Linked DNA regions of Mus musculus: all the other regions are linked to region 3. Evidence: chromatin contacts called from public HiChIP or PLAC-seq and promoter capture Hi-C data. All regions are on one chromosome and are shown on one strand. Each heading gives the region's core, a stretch centred on a gene start, on an enhancer-like site or on the middle of the called end of the contact. The rest is flanking DNA. Distances are from core to core; before and after follow the strand shown. Region 1 holds the start of Sla2 (Src-like-adaptor 2). Region 2 has its middle 18 kb from the start of Sla2. Region 3 holds the start of Ndrg3 (N-myc downstream regulated gene 3).

Region 1 (3,788 bases), core at 23-2,522, 100 kb after region 3:
CTGTGGCTATCTTCAGACACACCAGAAGAGGGCATTAGATCTCCCATTACAGATGGTTGTGAGCCACTATGGAAATTAAACTCAGGACCTCTGGAAGAGCAGTCAGTGAGTGCTCTTACCCCCTGAGCCATCTCTCCAGTCCTGCTTGCTGTCTTTCTAACAATCAAGGGGCTGGGTCCTGGGATGCGGATTCATGGGAACCTGATTGAATTGATGTGTAAATAAGAGACTGCACTTTTGATCTGGAAGAGATGAACTATCCAGAGAGTTCTTAGAATAGCAAGAGAAAGCTGTCTTGGGCAGAAGAGAGAGAGAGAGAGAGAGCGAGAGCGAGAGAGAGAGAGAACGCTTATTATCTGGAAAGCTGTCTCAAGCAGAACATAGGCCGTCAGCTTGTAACTCACCATTTGACCCTGAGTCTTCCTTTTTGCTACCCCCAGACACCCCTTCTCTCAGGAATCCCTCTCCAAGCCAAAGCTGGTCCTTGGCGCACGACCAGGGCATGTTTTGACACACTGGGTCTGAGACAAGCCTGCATACCTAAGTATCTCCTAGCTGATACTGTGGTTACCATATTTTGAAGACCAATCTCATTGATCTTTCAGGTGCTTGGGATTGAACCCAGGGTCTAGGACATAATAAGCAGACACCTACTACTAAACTACATATCAGTCCCAAATCTGAATTTTCGAAATACAGTTTCTACACCAACAACATGGGCATTACCCATAAGCTTGTTAGGAATCCCCCCCCCCCCCCCCCCGCCCCGCTCCCATCATTCTCTGATATTCACTGATATGCTCAAGGAGAGGCCCGAAGGCAACTTTCAGAAGTCAGTTCTCTCCTTCCACCACTGGGTCCCGAGGATCGCACTGGGTCATCAGGCTCGGTGGGAAGCATCTTTATCCACCCAGCTATCACACTGGACCAGAAATGAGCCCCACTTCAGAGTCTATAATTGAAGATCCCAAGTGATTCCTATGCGTAGTGCCTTCTGAATATTTGAACTCAGAGTTGCAAAGGCTGCTCCGGTGATTCTTGTGGCCAGGTCTCACTGATCTCTCCCCATACCTTTATTTCTTGGACCAGATGGAGCCAAAAAGCCAAGAAGGACCTCCAGCCTGAGGCATGGGGAGGGGGTGTGGGGGTGGAGGGAGCAGCTGCTCCCTAGAAACAGGAAAGGGGCAAGGTGGTTCCTCCATGGGCTACGATGTGATGCGTCAGAGGAAATAGAGGCGGGGAGAATGTGGGGCTGTGAGAACCACAGAGCCTGCAGCTGGGAGCTAGAGCTCTGAGGAGCAGTAGCACCTGGGTCTGTCTACACGGGCTCAGGTCCCTAGGCCACGCTCTTTGTCCCTGCTGTGCTGGGTGGGAGGGCCCAATCTGGTTTCTCTGAGAAGCAAAGGACTGCTGTACTAGTTTCGTGGAGATTGTCTGCTGACAAAGAAGCTTGATCACAGTACCTCAGCCTACTCTGACTCCTTTCTGGTGACCGATCCTCCAGGCTGCTGGGGCCTGAGATGCCGACTACCTTAGGACCTGCAAAGGCCTGACCTGTCGGGTCAGTGTGCACATTGGCTGACTACCCTCATCAAACGTCTGATGGCAAACCTGTAAGTATGCTTGTTTTGTTTTCTGGTGGACTTGGGTCAGGTGGAAAAGAGTAGTCCTCTCAGAGTGGGAGTGAGCTTTGTAGTCGCACTCCAGGAGGACGGCTGGTGGCTAGCTGCACAAGGAGGTCTCTAGGATCCACAGAGACACAGTAGGCTCGCCTCCAGAGAGTCTGACTACCTCCAGGAAACTTTTCCTAAGATCTCACGCCTCCGAGGTCTCTTCGGCGCTGCCTACTTTCCTCTCCTGGACCAAGAATCTTGCAGGGAAGGAACGGGCTCTAGATTACTGTCACCTGCAGCATCTCAGTTGCTCTCACAGGGTGCAGGTCTCAGCCTGAAAAGGCGCAAAGCTGAGGAAACAGATGACTGATCCTCTGCGCTCAGTTCCCAGATGCAAAATCAAGCCCACAAAATCACAGGAGACAAGAAGGCCCTCCCAGCCCTACACTTTCTCACCTCTGCCTGAGCAGCAGGCAGCTCATCCTCCACACGAGGTCATTGCAGTGAAAAGGGGGTTAGAGAGAAGCAGGGCGGCCTGGGTGCTGTGCAGTTTCTGCTGCCTTTCCCCAGCACTCTGCCCATCCTCTCACCGGGACACCACAGACAGCGCCTAATCACAGAGGAAGTTGCTCAGATGTAGGCCAAGTGATCTGATCTCTTGTGCAAATGTGGCCAGCACATGTTCGTCCTCGGCCTAATGGCCACTGCCTGGGCCACATCTTCCCCAGTAGTTACCATGCCTTGGCCAGACCAGGAAGAGAATGTTGCAGAGTCCCGGAGGGGTCCAGCAAAGATCAGGTCCCCTGTGGTTCAAGGGTCCTAAAGGTTGTGGTCTTGCTGCAGGAGAGCAAGAAAGTTGATCACCTCCAATCCTCCCTCTGACCCTGCAGAGTGAGCCCGAGTCAGCGTTAGGAGCCCTCATCACAGGAGACACCCCAAGCTGCATGCTGTGTCTGAGGTCACACAGCTGCTCTGAGTTAGTCCCCCATGCTACCCATGGCAGGCATAAAGCCATGCACTTAGCCTGAACCTCATCCTTGGGGCAGCTCAGATGGAAGAGTTGCCCTGGCTGTGAGCAAATGCCAGCCTCCAGGAGGCAGCAGAACCACCATCCTCACCAAAGCTGCCCTGTCCCCAAAGTCTGAGAGGAAGGGGCTGTCCAGAGCCAGTCCTGGGGCACCAGCCTGCCTGGTGTTCCTGATCTGTGCTGTGGATACTGAGCTCAGCACAGAGGCAGCAAAGACAAAAGCTGTTTCTCCAGATGGTGACACAGCGCTGTAAGACAGGTTGGGTTTCTCCAGATGGTGACACAGCGCTGCAAGACAGGTTGGGTTGGGGGTTAGCACAGACGAATTGTCATCCCTACAAGGCCCTGTCTCTACTCCGTGGGGACAATTCCAGGACTTGGATGTCATCCCATGGCATTAATGAGCAACACCCTCATCCAGGCAACGTGTGTCCCTAGGGTAAGGAAGACACCCACTGTGTCTTCATGCTAGTCTGTGAGCTGCTCCTGCCAACCGTGAACCCTTGGCAGTGCCTGGCCAGCTGAATGGAACCAAGCAGGTGAAATTACATCTTGTCCTGCTGAAAGTAATGAGACTATCTGAAAAGGATAAGAGAACCCAGACCGCTCAACTTTTCCACAGTGTTGGAAAAGCAGCTTTTTCTAAGTAGAATCTGCTTAGCCTGAGAACCAGACACTGCAGAGCGCGCTGCTCAGTTTGGTTCACTCTGTTGGTGTGGGCTGAGGCCTTCGGTGGCCTACCTGAATGCTGAGGATGGGGCATGGGACTAGAGGGTAATGGCAGACTGCACAAACACTCTAACTGAGCCTGCTGACAGTCACAGGACTAGGAAGTGAGAGGATCACGTGAGCCCAAGAGTTTGGGGACAACCTAGGGGACATAGTCCCCAGTTCATAGTCTCATAAAAACCAAAACAAACAAAAAGAAACCATGAGTGAACACAACGGAAAGGTGAAAAGGAAGAGTTCCAGGGGGAGTTTGCCACCGAGAACATTCAAGCCAGGAAGGAAGTATGCTCCCAAGGCTGGCTTCCCAGGGCCCTATCTCCCAGACCCAAATGTTGGGTGTGGCTATCCCTGGTTCTCAGATGAGGAAAGGGGCACCAAGAAGGGAAGTGACCAGTCAGTCAGTCCCTCAGAGCCTTGCA
Region 2 (4,127 bases), core at 711-3,210, 87 kb after region 3:
AATAGACTGTCTCCAGATTTACACAGATTGCCGTGTTTATTAGACTATGAGATGCATCGTTTTGAAATGGGAAGAATTGGGAGAGAAATGTTCAAAATGTGAGAACATTCTGTAAATATAGCTTTTCCTCCCACTCCCTGAAATAAAGATGGCTAAAACTGGAAGGAACCTTATTTTTTGTGTCTTGGATGTCTTGGGCAGGGTGGTAAGTTGATCTCTACCCACCATCAACCCAGTGTAAATGCAGAGCTAGGGACAGGGAGGAGGCAGCAGAGGCCACAGTCTCAGACTGCACATTTCAAAGGAGTGTGGCCACTATTCCTTCCAGCCCTGTTTCAAAACAAAATCAGCTCATACCATGGAAGGAATACTCAGTATTTCCATTTATGTGTGTGTGTGTGTGTGTGTGTGTGTGTATAAACATTTCTTTGAAATGATACTGATTTGTGTTTTTATGTTTTTCAAAGATACTATGTGTATAGTACACCTTCCTTTAGTGGACAGCCTGTGAAATGCTCTCACATGTTAACTCTATTTACACCGTTTTTTCTTTTAGCTCTCGGGGTTTTTTTGTTTGTTTGTTTGTTTTTTGTTTTTTGTTTGTTTGTTTGTTTGTTTTGGTTTTTTGAGACAGGGTTTCTCTGTATAGCCCTGGCTGTCCTGGAACTCACTTTGTAGACCAGGCTGGCCTCAAACTCAGAAATCTGCCTGCCTCTGCCTCCCAAGTGCTGGGATTAAAGGCATGCACCACCATGCCCGGCAGCTCTCAGGTTTTACCACCAACATTGTGGACATAATTCTGGCTCATCACTTTGGCCAGGTAAGCTCCTGTTCTTGTACAAAAAGCCTTCCTGTGCTTCAGGAAAGAAAGAGGCTCATTGCAATGCACGGATCCTGCAGAGAAAGAACATGGTCCTTGCAGTCAGAAGGGCACGTGGGCCTGCAAAGGCCAGTCCTCTGGGAGGGGCTTCTCTCAGCCTCACTGATCTTGGCACTCAGAGAGAGACAGAAAACAGCCACTCCCCACCTGTCCCCCGTGAGCAGAATGCCATCTGGGTATGTTTGACAACACCAGTGCCTCAGCAGACAGCTTTAGAGCCACCAGGAGGTTCAGGAAGGGCTTCACAGGAATCAACATTTCAGAGGAGACAAGCCAAGAGCAGTGAGGTGCTGCTATTGGGAAAGGAGCTTAGAGATGACCTCATCCAGCCAGGGGCTGAGGGACACTGGTGTCCAGCAGGACGGCTGCTGTCCTGGGATGGACAGCTGTTGGTGGGGGATTTGCCTCCAGTCCTGATTTCTAAGGGAAAGTGAGTGATGTAGACACTGAGCTGTGAGGGGCAGTTACAGGGAGGCGCGGAGGCTGCTCAGTTAGTCTGCTGGCCAAGCCAGCTCAGTCAGTCCACAGGGTCTCAAGGGCAGGAGTGAGGATTGAAAAGAAAAAGACATTAGTCAAACATTACAACCCAACTCCAGCCAGTTCTGAGGCTGAAGCTCCTTCCATTTTTCCCAGCCAGCATTTATACCACTCCAGGTTCTAGCAAAGAACAGGGTCAGTTCTTAGATCCCAGACAATGTGATTAAACAAGGCAAGGAACAAAGAGATCACACCTGGTAGCAATCAAACAAAGCAATAAACAAAGTCCCCAAGTCTCTGGGTCTGGGGGCTTATCAGGATTACCAAGACAAAAGGGAAGTCACACCTTCCTTGGCTGTGTTCCCCTTGAGCCTTGCAGTAGCCCAAATGTGAATATGCTTGTCTGAGCCTACTTCCTTGAGCCCAGTGACAAGTACTTGCCAAATTTCTATAAGTGGTACCAAAAGCTCTCCACAGTCTGCATCCTTAATTCTAAATATGCCTAAAGGAGAATGGAAGGTCGGATGGAGCAGGCTGTCACCACCTACTGATGATGTGCGTGCTAAGTAGTTTGAAAGCTGCTTTCCGCTGCTGGAGTGATGGTTTAACAGTTAAGAGCACTGACTGTTCCTTCCCGAGGTCCCAGTTCAATGCCTAGTCCCATATCCTGTTTGTAATCTCCATTCCTAGAGGATTTTCACCCCCTTCTGGCTTCTGCTTGCACTGCAGGCATCTGGTGCATAGACAGACATGTGGGCAGAAACATTCACATAGGAAAGAAGAATTTTCTTATGTCTTTAAAGATGTATTTACTTTTACGTGCATTGACAGTTTGCCCGCATGTGTGTCTGTGTAAGCATGCCAGACCACCTGCATCTGGAGTTACAGACAGTTGTAAGCTGCCATGTGGATGCTAGGAATCAAACCAGGGTCCTGTGGAAAAGCAGCCAGTGGTCTTAACTGCTGAGCCATCTCTCCAGCCCCCCAAATAAGAACTTTCAATAAAATTAAAAGAATTACTGGGTGTGGTGGCATACAACTTTAATCCTAGCACTTGGAAAGCAGAGGCAGGTGGATATCTGTGAGTTCCAGGATGCAGAGCCTGGCCTACAAATTGAGTTCCAGGATAGCCAGGGCTACATAGAGACCCTGTCTTTGAGACCTTTTGTCTCAAAAGAACAAAACAAACAAAAACTATTGCTTCAGATATCCAAACTTAGTTATTTTTCCCAGGTTTGATAGCCCAATACAGTAGGGAAACCGAGGACCAAATTTAATGTTATCCATATTGTAAATTGAGTTGAAAATTGTTTTTTTTTTCATTTTAGCTTTAGTTCTTTGAGACTTTCATACATGAGCACACATGTATTCATATAATTTCTACCCCTCTTTCTCCCTGGAGTTGACATTTGAAGCCCAGCTCAACTCCAAACTCCAAACCCTAGACCATATCCTCCCTCTCTCTCTCTCTCTGTTCATGTATGCATGTGTGTGTGTTATGAATGTATGTGTTTGCATGCATGTGGTACCTATGTACATGTGTGCACATATGTGTGAAGGCTAGAGGTCAACATTAGGGTCTTCCTTCTGTCTTTCTAACTAAGCCTCCTTCCCACAGGTTGGTTTCCAGCTGAAGACGTCACCTACTTGTCACCGGGGCTCCATCACCTACTTGTCACCGGGGCTCCTGGCCAAAATGTTTGGCTCTGGACCTGAACATTTGCCCACATCCAAAAAAAACAACTTTGTGTGTGTGTGGCATATGGGTCCTCATATGGAGAAATTAGTTTGTCTTTTAGTTTTGATCAAAACAGGGGAAAGAGAAATCCTCAGACCGTGTCCATGGTGCCACAGAGGCATCAGGACCTGGAGAGAAGCAAGAGAACCCATCATGTGTGCAAATGTGGACTCACCCATGTGCCTGTCACTGGGACTGGGGGTAGCCTTCTCCTGGTGCCTAGCAGGTTTCATTCCCAGCGTGGCATTTCCTCCAGGAATGAGTGAGTCCTAGGGTCCCATCCAGACTTTTTCTTATTCATGCTCCATTCTGGATGGATCTGGGACACTACCATTGGAGTGGTCATCAATCACTAGATTAGTACATAGATCTGAAGCAGATAAGCTTAAAAATAATAATAAAGGAGAGAGAGAGAGAGAGAGAGAGAGAGAGAGAGAGAGAGAGAGAGAGAGAGAGAGAGAGCTGCAGATACCTTAGACTGAAAAGCTGGCAGAACTGGGGTAGAAATCAAGCTAGGAGAGACTGCCTCACCTAGTGGACAGATAGGGAGTGTGCCTAAGAGTGCTGGATCCCTCTCTTCACTGCTCAGCGGGGGGCATTTAGATTACAGTTTCCCCTCCTGAATGAAGATCTTCTTTGAAGTCATCAGTGAAGCTCCTGTGCTTCCTCTTCTCAGAGCCAGGAGGACGCCCAGAGTCAGTCACATCCCACTTAAGTAGGGAAGACAACATAACTTGCTGCCCAGGCTCAGCTCCCAGCACCCACGTGGCAGCTCACAGCTATGCCCCCAGTTCCAGGGGCTCTAATGCACCTTTCCAGCTTCCTTGTGCACCTCAGGTGTATGGGCCACTAACACACATGCAAACCCCCGTCACATAATAAATTAATTAAACCAATATTTTTAAAGCACTTTTTGGCCAATTTAAGTGGCCAACAAGATTTGGCAAACAAGTATGTCCTTGGTTAAGTTTACCTAGACTTAGATAATTGGTTTTAAACATGAATTATAGCCAGGCTGTTCCTGCAGGCCTA
Region 3 (4,104 bases), core at 1,256-3,755:
ATCCAAGGAGGTAGCCACTGCCATCTGAGGGACCATCGTTTTGGCCAAGCTCTCCATCACCCCTGTGCAGAGAGGCTATTGGGGCAACAGTGTTTGCAAGCTGTATACTGTTCCATGCTAGGTGACAGGCTGCTGTGGCTCTGTGCTGGTGCGTCTCATCCCTGCCCTCAGAGGCAATAGCAGTGTCTCTGCACTGTGCTGAAGAAGCCCCTGATGGTGGCCAATATAGATGACTGCTGCACTTCAGCCAGGGGCTGCGCTGCCAGCTTGGGCAACTCTGTCAAGGCCATCTTTGATGCCCCCTCCATGACCTACAGCTACTTGACCCCTGACCTCTGGAAAGAAACTGTTCAACAAGTCTCCTTATCAGGAATTCACTGATCACCTTGTGAAAACCCACACCAGATCTGTTCAGAGGACCCAGGCTCCAGCTGTGGCTACACATAAGTCTTTCTATACAAAAAGATAAAGTGGATTAAGTTGGTTAAATAAATAATTATGCCTCCATGTCATTATTTGGAAATTGGGGTGGTCATAGAAAAGCCCAGACAGTTAACACCTAGTTATCAAAGATAGAATGATACTGTCCAGAGTAGAACGAAGAAGGAAACCAGACAGCTTCCAAGAAAGCCTGTATTTGAGAATCAAAGATGTTATTACTGACTGTTGTTTCAAGAGCAGATAGACTTTGGAACATGTCTTCATCTCACTTTGCTCAGTCATCCTCAAAGGTGACTGTGCCTTCCTCCATTTTCTTACATCCGATCACATTTGTTTATAAGTGTTCAAACTTGAAGATGGAAAATGTGTTTGATGTCTTCAACTTAAAAATGACTAGAACGTTTAAAAAACAAAGCATGAAAACTTGGACCTCAGCACTAAAGAAGTAGAAGCTAGAGTCAGGAGTTGCAGGCTCTGGGCTACACAGCAGCTGCTAGGCCAGTGGTTTGTGTTGGCCTGTCTCAGTGGTACTGAGCTCCAAGCATGGTTTATGCTTATTCACAGCTTTATGAGAGAGGCTTTGTTTTTTGTGTCATTTATAGAACATTGGCAATGTTTCCTAATTTAGCCAGTAATATGTACTGAGGGTAAACTTGCAGTTCAGTGCTTTGTTAACAGTTAAATATAAATCATGTGGGGGCTGGTGAGATGGCTCAGTGGGTAAGAGCACCCGACTGCTCTTCCGAAGGTCCAGAGTTCAAATCCCAGCAACCACATGGTGGCTCACAACCATCTGTAACGAGATCTGACGCCCTCTTCTGGTGTGTCTGAAGACAGCTACAGTGTACTTACATGTAATAAATAAATCTTAAAAAAAAAAAAATATAAATCATGTAATAAAATGCCTTCAATACTAGTTTTGCCTTCATTCAGATTGGCTTGGGCCTGGCCTGGGTTTGTTTAATTTTACCCTTCTAGGTAGACAGTTCACTGAAGGAAGATGGCAGAAACTGATAATAGGCCAACCTACCTAATGCTACAACCCTTTAATAACATAAGTTGCTCATGTTGAGGTGAGCCCCAGACACACAATTATCTGTTGTTCCTTTATAACTAATTTGCTAGTGTTATGAATCAAATATAAATATCTGATATGTAAGCCCTGTGAAAGAGTCAGCTCCCAAAGGTATGGTGACCCTTGTGCCATAGAGGAGTGCTGTTTCCCAGCTTCTCTCATGGCTTGTTCAGCTTGCTTTGTTATCCCCTCCAGGGCCACCTACCCATAGTAGGCTGGGTGCTCCCATTATCAGTCATTACTAAGAAAATACACTACACAGTCCAATTTACTAGGGGCCTTTTCTCAACTGAGATTCTCTTCCCAAATTACTTTATTTCAAATTGACATAAAAGTTGCCAGCACATGCAGGCAACGTTTTGATTCTAGTCTGGAGAGATGACTTAGTGTTTAGATGTGCACTGTTCGTAGAGAGGACTGGAATTCATGTCTGTAATCTCCCATTTCAACATTCTGCAGCTGTCTTTAGTAGGAATCTGCTACATTTATATGAACATCACTGCCCTGCACAGATGCTCGTATATGCACAATTAACAATGAAAATCTTTAATTGTTGAGTCAATAATATGTTCAGTCGTTTTTTGTTTGTTTTGTGTGAAGTAACCAACTCTCTTGTTCTACTCAAGAAGGAAATAATATGGCTGCCATTTGTAAAAGATGGAAGAGGACTAGGAATTTGATTCCTGGAAATCGAATCCCTGAGGCTCAGGAGTGCCAGATGATCTTGAGTGTAGCTTTAAACCTTGTTAAAACAAGTATGTCATGGCCCATAAGAGCTTACTAATAATTCAACCATGAGGGAGAGGTAGGTGTGCAGAGAAAACATTTCACATCCCCTCCTGGCAGTTCTGAGCAACAGCCTCCGGGACACCGCAAGAAGAAAAACTACAGCCAAGATGGCGCTGCTAGAGACTCTGTAGGCCTGACCACCATTTTGTCTGTAGTTCCTAGCGTAAGCAGGCGCGTTGCGCATGCGTAAACCCCCGGCATCCTCAGCGCGCCTGCGCTGCGCAGCGCCCCCCCTCCTTGCTGCTGCTGCTGCTGCTGCTGCTGCTGCTGCCGCTGCTGCTGTAGATTGACGGCCCCGCGCTAGCGCTTCAGGTGAGTGAGCGCCTCTACCACAGCGGGCGGAGGGCGCGCCGCGCGGTACGCCCGCCCGGGTGTCGCTCCTCTGTGCGCTGCGGACCGATGGCCACGCGACCAGCCCCGGGTCCTCGCGGTCGGCCTTCTCTGAGCCCCCCGAGCCTATCGCGTTCAGCCCGGCCTCCCGCGCCCCTGCCGGTACCTAGTCGGCGGAGGGCAGCGTGTGACCTGTTGGGGTCCGGCGTCGCTACAGAGGTCTGCACCCTCCGTCGCTGGAACCCCCTGAGGCTGTCACCCGTTCTCCGCCTCTCACGGCGGAGCACGGAGCTCCTAGAGCTGAGCATCCACCTACCCCGTTGCCCCTCACAGCCCAGAGAGTTTTGACAGGGGCCTGGACTCGCCTTCTGTGGGTTTCTTCCCAAAGCCACAGAGGCACTCTTCTCTCCTGGGACCACAGGACCACGGTTTGTCTAAAGCCCACTTTGTAGCCAAAGAAACTGAGGCACGGAGAGGTGAAATGTCGCGTCCAAGGTCATGCAACTGACAAGTGACACGGCCAGCTCTCTTAACTCAGAGGCGGTGGGGCTTTCACAGCCAGAGCTGGTGGGGTTTGACCTTGTATCTTTAAATTTGGGGCGGTGGGGAATACACTTGTCATTTATCTAGAGTTGCTTTTAAAGGTCGTAAAAGTGGGCTACGAATAGAATTATCTTCTGGTCAGTACGGTGGAAATGCTGTTGTGATAACAATCGCGATGTTAACGTGAACTGGCTCCCTCCCAAATACTCGCTTTGTGCCAGGGATCTTGCTAAAGGTTTTATTAAGATCGGTTCACCTTTGTACCTCGCTGCTTCCCTATCCAGTGCTTTCTCCCTTCTTTTTCTCGAAGCCGTTTTTTCCCCCTGCAGAGCTCTCCTGCATGTCACAGGTAGACTTGGAGCCTCATGGCTTAAGCTGAGAGGCTCTCCCCTGTGGCTCCCTGGTAGAACACAGTAAGCCTCTCCTGCGTCAACCCCACTCCCCTCCCCCAGGGTGTCCCCCCCCCAGCCCCCCAAGGTATAATTAGCATTTCTTTTCTAGCTGTCAGGACTAGGCTGGCTGGGCTGGCTGGACTTGTGGAGGTGACAGAGCAGATTTAGCCAGTATCACCTCTTTTTGGGACTTTCTGGCTCTGCTCCAAAGCTGGTCTTGAGCATTTTCAGGCTTTAAGATAAAACGAGAAAGCGTTGACACGGTGGTGAAGAATCTAAGACACCTCCTTTGATTTGAGTTCCAAATGAACAGCTATAAAAATGTGTTGATTTTTTTTTTTTTTTTGCCCCCAAAATAACTAGCACAAACTGCCTTTTCCTCCCTTAGCAAATCCTCCTCCACACTTCAAAGGCTCCACAAAATTTTCATCTTCCCTGCTTAATTTTCCTAACTAGAATTAAATAATACATAGCAGGCTGCAGGCCCGGGTCTTATCCTCAGTAAGATCCCCCCCAACCCCACCCCCATCCCCG

The links. Promoter capture Hi-C pulls out the DNA fragments that hold promoters and counts their contacts. HiChIP or PLAC-seq counts read pairs in DNA pulled down with a chosen protein or histone mark.
Region 1: a contact with region 3 is called in a promoter capture Hi-C map of the HPC-7 cell line, with 6 times the contacts expected there. The contact joins the promoter of Sla2 here to the promoter of Ndrg3 in region 3. A contact is called at or near these places in 30 of 39 promoter capture datasets (the 3T3-L1 cell line, the C10 cell line, the HPC-7 cell line and 19 more), 9 of 15 datasets of contacts at CTCF or cohesin (CD8 T cells, the NIH/3T3 cell line, embryonic stem cells and 5 more), 172 of 484 Hi-C or Micro-C datasets (the 63-12 cell line, B cells, the Ba/F3 cell line and 85 more), 59 of 115 datasets of contacts at active chromatin or transcription factors (the 230-238 cell line, CD4 T cells, CD4 single positive thymocytes and 39 more) and 5 of 9 other capture datasets (adipose tissue, embryonic stem cells, liver and 2 more).
Region 2: a contact with region 3 is called in an H3K27ac HiChIP or PLAC-seq map of epiblast stem cells, with 2.8 times the contacts expected there. The contact joins the enhancer-like site here to the promoter of Ndrg3 in region 3. A contact is called at or near these places in 4 of 39 promoter capture datasets (the 3T3-L1 cell line, embryonic stem cells, macrophages and 1 more), 5 of 15 datasets of contacts at CTCF or cohesin (the G1E-ER4 cell line, the NIH/3T3 cell line, embryonic stem cells and 2 more), 70 of 484 Hi-C or Micro-C datasets (the C2C12 cell line, the C3H10T1/2 cell line, CD4 T cells and 42 more), 30 of 115 datasets of contacts at active chromatin or transcription factors (the 230-238 cell line, the HPC-7 cell line, the NIH/3T3 cell line and 17 more) and 4 of 9 other capture datasets (adipose tissue, liver, macrophages and 1 more).

What each region holds. Positions count from the first base shown.
Region 1 is chr2:156,884,705-156,888,492 of GRCm38.p6, reverse strand. It overlaps Sla2 (Src-like-adaptor 2), which reads left to right and starts at 1,272. Exons shown (of 8, transcript NM_001356495.1): 1 at 1,272-1,613.
Region 2 is chr2:156,903,089-156,907,215 of GRCm38.p6, reverse strand. No RefSeq gene overlaps it. Among named protein-coding and RNA genes, the nearest start is that of Sla2, 18 kb to the right of the region's middle. Within about 2 kb of position 1,960, at least 19 of the 459 cell types and tissues checked have an H3K27ac peak or open chromatin away from gene starts, as enhancers often do. A contact at or near this core is called in cerebellar granule neurons, cerebellum, epiblast stem cells and 1 more, where this site is marked.
Region 3 is chr2:156,990,512-156,994,615 of GRCm38.p6, reverse strand. It overlaps Ndrg3 (N-myc downstream regulated gene 3), which reads left to right and starts at 2,505. Exons shown (of 16, transcript NM_013865.2): 1 at 2,505-2,617. It also overlaps the pseudogene Gm14276.